2 separate regions of the Mus musculus genome follow, and region 2 is linked to region 1. A link is a contact called in public HiChIP or PLAC-seq data. All regions are on one chromosome and are shown on one strand. Each heading gives the region's core, a stretch centred on a gene start, on an enhancer-like site or on the middle of the called end of the contact. The rest is flanking DNA. Distances are from core to core; before and after follow the strand shown. Region 1 has its middle 3.4 kb from the start of Mir6380. Region 2 has its middle 20 kb from the start of Gm43403.

Region 1 (2,547 bases), core at 25-2,524:
CTTCCCCGCAGTCATGGTCTGCCACATGGAATTTCAAGCTGAAATAAACTTCATCTTCCCTAAGTTGTTTTGTCAGGGTATTTTATCACCACCACAGGAAAGAAGCTAGGATAGGTGGAGAGGCAGTTCTGAAGGATTTGGGTAAGAAAGTGTGGAGTAGTTTGTGAGCACTGGAGAATTCACAAAGGCAGTCTGTCAAGCTTGCTTGAAGTTATAAGTAAGATTTCCTAATGTCCTTACAGGCTCAGGAGAAAACACTGGGTTTGCTTTCCCCAACCCCCACGGTATTTTGAGAGCTTGTTGCTCTGGGTTTAAGACAGATGGGAGTTCTCAGGGTTGGATCCTTATTGTGAGCTACTGATGTAGTCCTTCCTCAATTACAGAGCAACTAAGTAGATTAAGAGCAAGGAAACCTTTCAAGACCGACATTAAATCGGGAGGTATTGGTTCTGCCCCTTCTGAGAAGCGAACTATTCAATAAAACAGCTGTCCTCCCCGACACCAAACTATGCTCTTATGTTCTGCAATAGAGCACCAGCATCTACCTATATCTTTCCTGCCTTCCAGGAGAGAATGAGGTGTCTTTTTTTTTTTTTTTTAAGATTTATTTATTATGTATACAGTGTTCTGCCTGCAGAAGAGGGCACCAGATCTCATTATAGATGGTTGTGAGCCACCATGAGGTTGCTGGGAATTGAACTTAGGACCTCTGGAAGAGCAGACAATGCTCTTAACCTCTGATCTATCTCTCCAGCCCTGGGAGGTGTCTTTAATAGCTCAGATGTGCAGTGTCTTCAAGCGTGATGATTTTCCCATTGAGTTAGCTAAGAGGAGTTGAATAGCAATGCTATCCTGTAGGAAGAAACCTAGGTCAAGGAAGGCAATCTGGCTTCCTGATAAGCTGCAGTTGTGAGCGTGTAAAATATTCTGGACAGCTGTTTTACATCACCAAGAGCTCTGTGGTTCGGCATTTCTCAGGGAGCCCTTCCACAGGTGCGTCGTGTGCTCTCAGGAGCGACTCTCTCCACTTGTCTACCGAATGCAGTTCTGTTAGGTACCCAGACAGCTGGGTGTGGTGACCGGAGTTTGGTCCCACCCCTGGAAAGGATTGGGCAGGAGGATTCTGCATTCCAAAGCAGCCAAGGCTACTATACTAGATCGGAACATATACGGGAATAAAACAGAGCCCCGCGGAAGTTTAGGTGAAAGGGTTTAGAGATGCTAAGTGAGCAATCATGCAAATGAGCGGCTTCAAAGATCCTTCCTGGGATAAGGGAACAGCTGGGGTCTAAAGAAAGCCCGGCTAGGGAGCCCTGATGGCTATTAGGTCTAAGGGTGGATGGAGTTGGCTTTCATCCTCGAAGGGCGAGATAACAGAAACGTCCCCTCCTGCCCCAGAAGAAGGGCTCACTTTGGCTGGGTGCTACACTTGGGCGGGAAGACCTCGTGTGAGGTCTCTTGCAGTCTCAAGTCTAAAAGGACCCTAGGAACTTAGGGAACCTTTGGAGCTTTATTGTAAAAGTGGTTGGAAGCAGGCAGGGATTTTTGTCTGAGTGAGATTGCTGGCTGCAGACTGTAGAATTCATTCCAAGTGGCTTGTTTGTTTGTTTGTTTTGAAGCATGCAATATGATCATTTCTTCAAGTAAAATGTTTCATAATTTGTGCTGTCCGAATGACATCTAAGCTTTCTGTCTTAGGTTATTAAGTAGCTTACTGTACCCGAGTTAGCACCCAGTTTGCTTCTGGTGAGGGGGAGTTCTGCGTAGTCTGTGTGGAGAAATGGAGGCGCAAGTGGCCATGTGAAAAGGGGTGCTGTCTAAACTTTGAAGAAATTAATTAAGCTTGATTGTGTGTGTGTGTGTGTGTGTGTTTATGCGTGCGCGTGAGACTTGATGGTATCCTAGCTTCCCCTGTGGACTACAGGAATGGCTTCTGATCCTAGATGGGGCTGTGTCCCATCCTCTTCTGTAGGTTTGTTGGCCAATTGCACACGTAGGTGACAAAGACTCCCCCAGCTATGAATATACATGCTCCCATCTAAGTCAGAGCAAGCCTCTCTTTCCACCTCCCATCTCTCTACCTTTAAATACTTGAATAGTGCTGCTTTGGAGATTAAAGGGCAAACTGCAGGGTTCTCTTCTACAAGGCAGAGCCTGGGAATCAAACTCAGTTTGTCAGCCTTGGTGACAAGTGCCTTTACCTTCTGAGCCATGCACCCATATCTTAAACTATTGCTGCTTTTCTAGATCTCCTCCCCTTTTAAAATAATTGGCTTTGAGACAGGATCCAGCTTATCTTAAATTTAATATATAGCTGAAGATGGCTATGAGTTTTCAAACTTCTCATTTTCTTGCCACCACTTGGAATTGCATGTCTGCTACCACCTGGGATTACAGGTGCGTGCCAACCTTGCTTGGTTTATGCAGTGCTGGGGGTTGAACTCAGGGCTTTGTACATGTTAGACAAGTAGTCTACAGTGGACCTATATCCCCAGTCTGCCTTTGGTTTTTGAGATAGAGACTTCATCTAGCCCAGGCTGGCTTCTG
Region 2 (2,547 bases), core at 36-2,535, 64 kb before region 1:
CTTCCTGAGGTCTCTATTCTTGGGTTGTGGCTTGTCTTCCTTCTGTTTTTATTTTTTCCTTACTAAGAACACCCTCCATGTCTGATGTAAACCAGCCAGGCTAGCTTTGCAGCCTCACTGAGTTTCCCCACATAAAGGATATTTTATTGTTGGAGGCTGGCTTAGCTGTCTCAAAAAGTTGAATTCATCTGTGTAAGTGTATCTGTTGCAAATTTTATTTTTCTTGAGCTATACTAAGATAACACGTGGGAACCTTGTGTAAACATGCATGGGGAAAAGTGAATTTAGACAACTCAGATCTGACACTGCTACTGCCCAGGTTTAATTAGCCTCTGTGAATAGTACATAAACTGCAGGGTGTGCTTTGTCAACCCTTGTGCATCTTCCCAAGATGAAATAGCAGAAGGAGTGGGTGGTAGGCGAATGAGGGTGCATCTGTAGACTTAGAACTCAGGAGATGAAAGAGGGGCTGTGGGGTTGAGGCTAGCCTGGGGCATATCATAATAAGATCCTGTCTCCAAAAGACAGAGAATGTTCGGCATGGCTTGCAGAATGGCTCCTGCACAGAGGATGGAGAGCTGAAGAATGGCCACTCTGCCATCAGTGAGGTGGTCCTGGGACTGGAACAGTGGCCTTCACAAACACATCCGTGACATGGGCTTTGAGAAGCACACCCCTCAAGCATTCAAAGGGTCTGGAAATTTGCCACAGAGGAGAAGGGAACTTTAGATGTGTGTATTGATAACAGGTACAACAAAGCTGACTGAGTGAAAGAATATGAACTGGTCCATATCCTATCTGGGAGCATTTATCCTGGAAAAAATGGTGGAGATGTGTCTTAGAGTTTTACTGCTGTGAACAGACATGACCAAGGCAACTCTTGTAAGAACAATATTTAATTGGGCCTGGCTTACAGGTTCAGAGGTTCAGTCCATTATCATCAAGGCAGAAACATGGCAGCGTCTAGGTAGGCACGGTGCAGGAGTAGCTGAGAGTTCTACATCTTCCTTTGAAGGCTACAGCAGAGCTGGGCATTGGTGACACACGCCTTTAATCCCAGCACTCAGGAGGCAGAGGCAGGCAGATTTCTGAGTTCGAGGCCAGCCTGGTGAGTGAGTTCCAGGACAGCCAGGAATACACAGAGAAACCCTGTCTTGGGGAGGCGGGGGGAGGAAGAAGACTGCAGCAGAATACTGGCTTCCAGTCAGCTAGGATGAGGGTCTTAAAGCTTACACTCACAGTGACACACCTACTCCAACAGGGCCACACCTATTCCAACAGAGCCACACCCTCTAATAGTGCCACTCCCTGAGTTGAGCATAAACAAACTATCACTAGAAGATTCTGAAAACAAGATCTATGCTCTAGTAACCTATTTCCTGTCACCTGGAGATACTGATGGTTGCCAGCCACTTTGGGTGCTAGGAACCAAGGTCCTCTGCAAGATCAGCAAGTGTTCTTAATCACTCAGCCAGCTATAAAGACGAACATTGATTTTAAAAATAAAATCATGTAGTAAAACACACAACATTTCCATGAAAATATACCAGAAATAATTTGAGGATGCTGACAAGTGCCCTCTTTACTGTCTCATTCTTTTCTTGTTTGTTTGTTGTGAAACAGGGTCTTTAACAACCCAGGTTGGCCTGATACTATGTAGATAACGATGACGTTAGACTTCTGACCATTCTGCCTCTGTCTCCCATTTGTTAGAATTAGAAACTGTAGTGCCCGAATCCCCTTACTTCTAATATAGCAAGTTATGTTCTTTGTTGACTCTAATTTCAGCACAAAATGCAGTTTTATGTCTTTAAAAACTTGTAGGCAAATTCAGTCTCATACTGAAAGGCCCCAGGCCTTGTTAACTGTTATTTGGATTGCTTTGAATATTTTATATTTCAGATTGAAGTAAATACTCCATATTGTTACGTATTTGTGCTCAGATTTCTAAGAAATTGTTTGAGATGCTTAGAGCACTTGCATTAGTAGGGAAAGTTGTTTTTATAACATAAGTTTGAATCTTAGAACATAATTTTCAATCATGAAGAGAAAACTAAAGAAAATCTAGACTTTTCGAATACACTTGAAAAGAGGCCAAAGGCAGGACTTTCACTGTCTCTTTAGATATTCCTTTATGGAATGGATAGCTGGAAAGACAGCTTAGTGGGTAAAGACACTTGCTGTCAACCCCGATGGCCTGAGATAGATTCCTTCGACCAATAAAGTAGAAGAAAAAAGCCCACATCTACAGATTACCCTCTGATGCCCATATGACTCACACCCTCACACAAAATAAATGTAAGAGGCTGGAGAGATGGCTCAGCAGTTGAGAACACACACTACTTATCTTACGATTCTATTGCTGTGATGAGACACCAAACATTTAATTGGGGCTGGCTTACAGTTTCAGAGGTTTAGTCCATAGTCATCATGCCAACAAGCATGACAGCATGCAGGCAGATATGGTGCTGGAAGAGCTGAGAGTTCTACATCTTGATCTAAAGGCAGCCAGGAGGAGACTGAATTCCACACTGGGCAGAGCTTGAG

What was found. HiChIP or PLAC-seq counts read pairs in DNA pulled down with a chosen protein or histone mark.
Region 2: a contact with region 1 is called in an H3K27ac HiChIP or PLAC-seq map of embryonic stem cells, with 15 read pairs. The contact joins two enhancer-like sites. A contact is called at or near these places in 1 of 39 promoter capture datasets (embryonic stem cells), 4 of 15 datasets of contacts at CTCF or cohesin (the NIH/3T3 cell line and embryonic stem cells), 80 of 484 Hi-C or Micro-C datasets (2-cell embryo, 8-cell embryo, the AML12 cell line and 33 more), 17 of 115 datasets of contacts at active chromatin or transcription factors (bone marrow-derived dendritic cells, embryonic stem cells and expanded potential stem cells) and 1 of 9 other capture datasets (embryonic stem cells).

What each region holds. Positions count from the first base shown.
Region 1 is chr3:137,778,923-137,781,469 of GRCm38.p6, reverse strand. No RefSeq gene overlaps it. Among named protein-coding and RNA genes, the nearest start is that of Mir6380, 3.4 kb to the left of the region's middle. Within about 2 kb of position 1,274, at least 11 of the 459 cell types and tissues checked have an H3K27ac peak or open chromatin away from gene starts, as enhancers often do.
Region 2 is chr3:137,843,204-137,845,750 of GRCm38.p6, reverse strand. No RefSeq gene overlaps it. Among named protein-coding and RNA genes, the nearest start is that of Gm43403, 20 kb to the left of the region's middle. Within about 2 kb of position 1,285, at least 5 of the 459 cell types and tissues checked have an H3K27ac peak or open chromatin away from gene starts, as enhancers often do.